Regions from separate parts of the Arabidopsis thaliana genome. Here region 1 is linked to region 2. The links are chromatin contacts, called in public capture Hi-C maps. All regions are on one chromosome and are shown on one strand. The core of a region is the stretch at or near the end of the contact, and the rest is flanking DNA. Distances in the headings are between cores, read along the strand shown.

Region 1 (2,996 bases), core at 399-2,898, 85 kb before region 2:
GTTCTTGTGTACCTCTTAGTCTATCAATCCGACCGTTATATCATCTATGTTTTTTTTTTTGTTTCCCCCAGAATGCAGCATACTTGAGAGAGAAGCAAGGGCTTGACGTGGTTCAAGCGGTTCTCGATACACTCACCGAAGCTGGTTACAGCAATGGAACAACCACAACAAAGGTCATGATTCAGTCTACGAACAGCTCGGTTCTAGTTGACTTCAAGAAGCAGAGCAAGTACGAGACTGTGTACAAAATTGAAGAAACCATTGGTAATATTCGTGACTCGGCCATCGAAGACATAAAGAAGTTCGCTAACGCTGTTGTCATCAACAAAGATTCAGTCTTTCCTAACTCTGATTCGTTTCTCACTGGCCAAACCAATGTTGTGGAGAGGTTGCAGAAGTCTCAGCTCCCGGTTTATGTAGAACTGTTTAGGAATGAGTTTGTCTCTCAAGCATATGACTTCTTCTCTGATGCAACCGTAGAGATAAACGCATATATCTATGGAGCTGGTATCAATGGAACCATCACAGAGTTCCCTTTCACAGCTGCAAGATACAAAAGTAAGTGGTTCATAGAACCATCACAGAGTTCCCTTGCACCAAAAGGTCTCACAACACAAAATGATCAATACCAATGCCTAACTTTGTTTATCTTTTGCAGGGAATCGATGTTTGGGTAGAGAAGAAGTACCACCTTACATGTTACCAGTTAACCCCGGTGGCCTCTTAAACGTTATGAGTCCTCTGTCCTTACCTCCAGCACAAGCTCCAAACCAGGATTTCATAGAGGCTGATGTCACTGAGCCACCACTATCTCCGGTTATAGCAAAAGCTCCAACCTCAACCCCTGGAACTCCCTCAACCATTGCTCAAGCACCTAGCGGACAAACCCGACTTAAGCTATCTCTTCTCCTCTCTGTTTTTTTCCTCTCTCTTCTACTTCTATGATCAACGCTATATCACATCTCTTCACTGTTTATAATGTCTTCCACCCTCATAAAGATTTCCTTGTGTGAGAGAGAGTAGAGTTTATATGTGTGCATGTTTACATTTTTGTTTTATATATGTCATTTGGTTACTGTTGATATGAGCCAAAAAGCTTTAGACTTCGATCTCGTAATAGTAGCCGTTGTTTAACATGAAAAAGAGATAACTATGTAAGCAAACTTCATCTCTTAACCCTAGTCTCTCTTGGAGATTAATGTTACTTCTTGGAAGTTGGTTTCTTATTGATCATAATTCATAAGAGACCCTTACATAGACCCCTTACAAGCCGACCTAACTTCAAATATTAAAGATATTTATTTACCCAAAGCTATACAATTTTTCACAAAATTATTTTGATTCATCAATTTAAGCACCATATATAATAGTATGATTTCACCTGTTTGACGCACAAGGTTATGATTACGTGATTCACCAATTTAGTTGATCAAATTATTGACTTTACAAGTCCCCTAAACCCTCTTTGGTCATCTAATAGATGAAGACACAGATTTTTACGAGATAAGAGATAGTATTGTATGTTTCCAACAAAAAGGATCAAATTTATTTCTCACTCCATTTCGTATTTTTGGGGGTCAACTAATAAAGACATGATTACAAGACTCCACGGTTACTAATCTTTCCATGACTAGGTCCTTCACCATTACCACTTTCACCTTAACGATCACTCTCTCCCTCTGTTTTTGTTTCCTCTTAACGCAAGATATTACTGTTCAGAGATCTCAAACAAATCATGTACTCTCTCTCCACTTCTTTTCTGGTCTTTTTCTTCCTCTTCTCGTTATTCCACAACCTTCCTTGTGCGTACATGGCTCCAAAGAAATTATTCAGGTCTTGTTTCTCTCTTTATTAATATTTTTATTTATTTTATTTTATATGAATCTTTCACGTTTCCAAAACATCTTGTAATAGTCGAGTTTATCTCCAAAGATCAATAAACGTTTGTTCTTTCCCCTTTCTTTTTACTGTGTTGAGATTTACCCACATAGAAGCCAATGCCTATGAGTCGTCTGGCTTTAATAACGGTGAATGAAGAAAACTTGGAGGTTAGTGGAGGCAGGTGAAATATTTTGAATAATGAATACACATTATGTAAATTTGACAACAGTTTTGGGAACGAGCATTACTTTTTGTTACTTAAGATCGAATTTCATATACAAAATGACCTTAAGTAGTAGTTGAAACAAGAACCTGAAACTAGAAAACCATTGAGTATATGCTAAATACTCCCATAAAAACTAGATAGTAGAAACTTAAATCTCATTGAGTACATGCTAAATACTTCCTTTGTTCCTTATTATTGTATTTCCAGGAAAACAAATTGTTTTAAAAAGATAGATATTTAAAAATTTATATGCAATAGCCAATAATAGTTAATAGTGATTATTGTTTAATTGTAAATTTCAAAAAATAACAATTAAATACTACTAGTTTTAAAATATAGAAATTTAGTAAATCACAAAAATATAATATATTTAATATCATCTTTTAATAAGCTTTGATTGAAACTAGTAGTTAAAAAATTGAAGACTAGTTTTCAGCAAAAGTAAAATTTACGACTAATTTGAGTAATATCATTTATCAATAGAGATGAACGTGACTATACATTTTCATCACGTGACTATTCAAAGCATTTTACTATTCCCATGCAATGCATTAACACAATATTAATGATAAGTGTCACCATAACCATAATCATTTATAGTACTTCAAAGTTTTGCATTCATATTAACTCACTAAAAACACATTAGAGACTAAGTCAAAAGTTGTTTAAACACATCAATGCACCAGCCCACTCAAGCAAAGGGATTTTCATCACATGACTATTCAAAGCATTTTGTTTTCCCCATGCTATGCATTAATACAAGATTTATTATGAGTGTTATTACCATAACCATAATCATTTATTAGTACTTAATATTATTAATAATCAGATGCAAAAGTGTTTACCATTTAGACAGTTTGCAAAGTAAGAACATTTCCAAAAAATATAT
Region 2 (3,017 bases), core at 489-2,988:
AGATTTTTTTTTTAAACGTTGACTAGTTAGTTGTTGAATAGATAAAAGAGAATGAAGCTGGTGGAACTGACAGAAACTAATGGAAATTTCAGAAAGAACCTAAATAGAAATTTTAATTTTATTTGTAATTTGTAATTTATTTTGGTTGGAAATACAATTTTGTTTTGGTATAATTGGAAAAATAAATTAGTAATAATACTTTTAGACTAAAAATTTAATTAAGAATGTAATATTTTTGGGTAATTCTCATTTTGTTATCAGTATCCACCCAAAAATAATGAATATTGTACTAAGAATATTATATATGTTCCATAAATTTATGATTATTCGAATTTTCTGACTCCAGTCTAAATGAATAGCATACTTAGAGGTGTCAAAATGGGTCAAAATTCATGGGTCAACTCAACTCAACTCAACCCATGAACCCTAATGAGTTAAAATTTTTGACTCAAATGAGTTGATTGGTCAAATGAGTTGATGAGTCAATTGGTTTGATGAGTCAATTGGTTTGATGAGTAAAATGAGTTGGGTTGTAATGGTTAATGGTTTCAATGGGTTACCCAATTAAACTATCAAGTTTTGTAAAATTGAATTAAACCAACTAAAATCTCTAAATCAATGCCAATTTAAGTTTAACCAACACATCTAAACCAATTTAATAAAATTAATATTTTTCCAAATTTCTTAAATATACAAGCGATGAAATTGAGAAAAAGTAAACTCGTAATTTTTTCACCAAAAAACATAAATCCGTGATTTTCCCGCCAGAAACGTAAACCCATGATTTTCCCGCCAAAAACGTAAATCCGTGATTTTCCCGCCAAAAACATAAACCCGTGATTTTCCCGCCAAAAACGTAAACCCGTGATTTTCCCGCCAAAAACGTAAACCCGTGTTTTGCCCGCCAAAAACGTAAACCCGTGATTATCTCGCCAAAAACGTAAATCCGTGATTTTCCCGCCAAAAACATAAACCCGTGATTTTCCCGCCAAAAATGTAAATCCGTGATTTTCCCGCCAAAAACGTAAACCCGTGAATTTCCCGTCAAAAACGTAAATCCGTAATTTTCCCGCCAAAAACGTAAAGCGGTAATTTTCCCGCCAAAAACGTAAACCTATAATTTTTCCGCCAAAAACGTAAACCTATAATTTTTCCGCCAAAAACGTAAACCCGTGATTTTCCCGCCAAAAACGTAAACCAATAAAAAGTGGAATCCGTAAATATCCTAAGTTTGATGATAATGAATTAATAATGATAATTATTTATTATTATTTTATAATAATAATTAATTAAATTATTACTTAAATGGGTTAATCCATTTAACAACTCAGCCCATTAAATTAAATGAGTTATGGGTTGACCCAACTCATTTAAACTCATTTGATTATGAGTTAAGTTGAGTTGGGTTACCCATTTTGATATCCCTAAGCATACTATTAAATTGAATATTATAGATATTTTACGCAACCCAAATTTTTCATATCCATTGTCCAACGTTTTTTGTTCTTGGTAGTGGATCGATGTGTTTGGACTTTTTTTGTGTGTGTGTTTAACTTCTTCTGATATATCCATGTGTTGTTCCTCCCGTGGAAAATGTTTCCACGTGTTGTCCGCTATGAAAATGAACTACTCACCATGACTCTATCGAGCAATCTTACTCAAATTTGCTTTTTGCCTTCTTCTTCTATTTTGTCTTTTTATATTTCTTTCAAGATAACTACCCTTCATCATAACAATATGGTGCATGAACAGTTGAATCTTATTCGGAAGATTGTTGGTATATTAGGAAACTTCATCTCTCTATGTTTGTTTCTATCGCCAACGCCAACGTTTATACACATAGTGAAAAAGAAGTCAGTGGAAAAATACTCACCATTGCCATATTTAGCGACTCTCCTAAACTGTTTGGTTCGTGCTCTTTATGGACTTCCTATGGTTCATCCTGATAGCACCTTGCTCGTTACAATAAGCGGTATAGGAATCACGATCGAAATCGTTTTCCTTACAATCTTTTTTGTATTTTGTGGTCGTCAACAACATCGGTTGGTAATATCCGCTGTTTTAACCGTTCAAGTTGTGTTTGTGGCTACCCTTGCGGTTTTGGTCTTAACTCTCGAACACACTACCGATCAACGGACGATAAGCGTTGGGATTGTATCTTGCGTTTTCAACGCTATGATGTATGCTTCTCCATTGTCTGTCATGAAAATGGTAATAAAAACAAAAAGTTTGGAGTTCATGCCGTTTTTGTTATCGGTAGTTGGTTTTCTAAACGCAGGTGTTTGGACAATTTATGGCTTTGTGCCTTTTGATCCATTCCTGGCTATACCAAATGGGATTGGGTGTGTTTTTGGACTAGTACAGTTAATATTGTATGGTACCTACTACAAATCTACCAAAGGGATAATGGAGGAAAGGAAGAACCGACTCGGTTACGTTGGTGAAGTCGGATTATCCAATGCGATCGCTCAAACTGAACCCGAGAACATCCCATATTTAAACAAAAGAGTTAGCGGCGTTTGATTTGGTCTTTTCATGTTATTCACTGTAAGTTTATTATATAATCATCTAGGATTTTTTTTATATTTTTAGGACTGTAATATGCGAATAAGTCAAATTTCGTTGTCCATAGTTCTCAGAAGCCGTAGACTCTTTTAAAAATATGACTTCTCTCTTTGGTCATTTTTTTTTGTTTGAGGACCATTTCTTCAAGAGTGAAAATTGAGAAAAAGTCGTTGATGTTTCTTGAACAAATTCACTAAAAATGCAACTAATGTTAACCCATAGTTTGTACTTATTCTTCAATTAATCAATGAGTCATTTATCCAAAATTTATCAACAAGAATTCTCTCCCTAGACTTGATTGCCTGAAAAGTTTCCCAAATAAATAGAAACAAATATTAACTCGATTTCCCTAGAACCGAGTAAAGGATTAGAAACAGATACAAACTTGGTTTGATCAGCTCTTTGGTCCAAATATTTTGGTGAATTTCATAACAAGAATTAGGATTAGGGCT

Evidence for each region. Capture Hi-C pulls out chosen DNA fragments and counts their contacts.
Region 1: a contact with region 2 is called in a capture Hi-C map of seedling, with 2.0 times the contacts expected there. A contact is called at or near these places in 4 of 26 Hi-C or Micro-C datasets (leaf and root) and 3 of 3 other capture datasets (root, seedling and shoot).

Annotation. Positions count from the first base shown.
Region 1 is chr1:24,990,695-24,993,690 of TAIR10.1, reverse strand. LUP5 (Terpenoid cyclases family protein) reads left to right here and starts at 1,648. Exons shown (of 18, transcript NM_001334259.1): 1 at 1,648-2,048. The coding sequence starts at 2,032. SVL2 (SHV3-like 2) reads left to right here. Exons shown (of 8, transcript NM_105368.3): 7 at 72-558; 8 at 659-1,305. The coding sequence ends at 945.
Region 2 is chr1:24,905,957-24,908,973 of TAIR10.1, reverse strand. It overlaps SWEET6 (Nodulin MtN3 family protein), which reads left to right and starts at 1,738. Exons shown (of 1, transcript NM_105348.1): 1 at 1,738-2,523. The coding sequence starts at 1,738. The coding sequence ends at 2,523.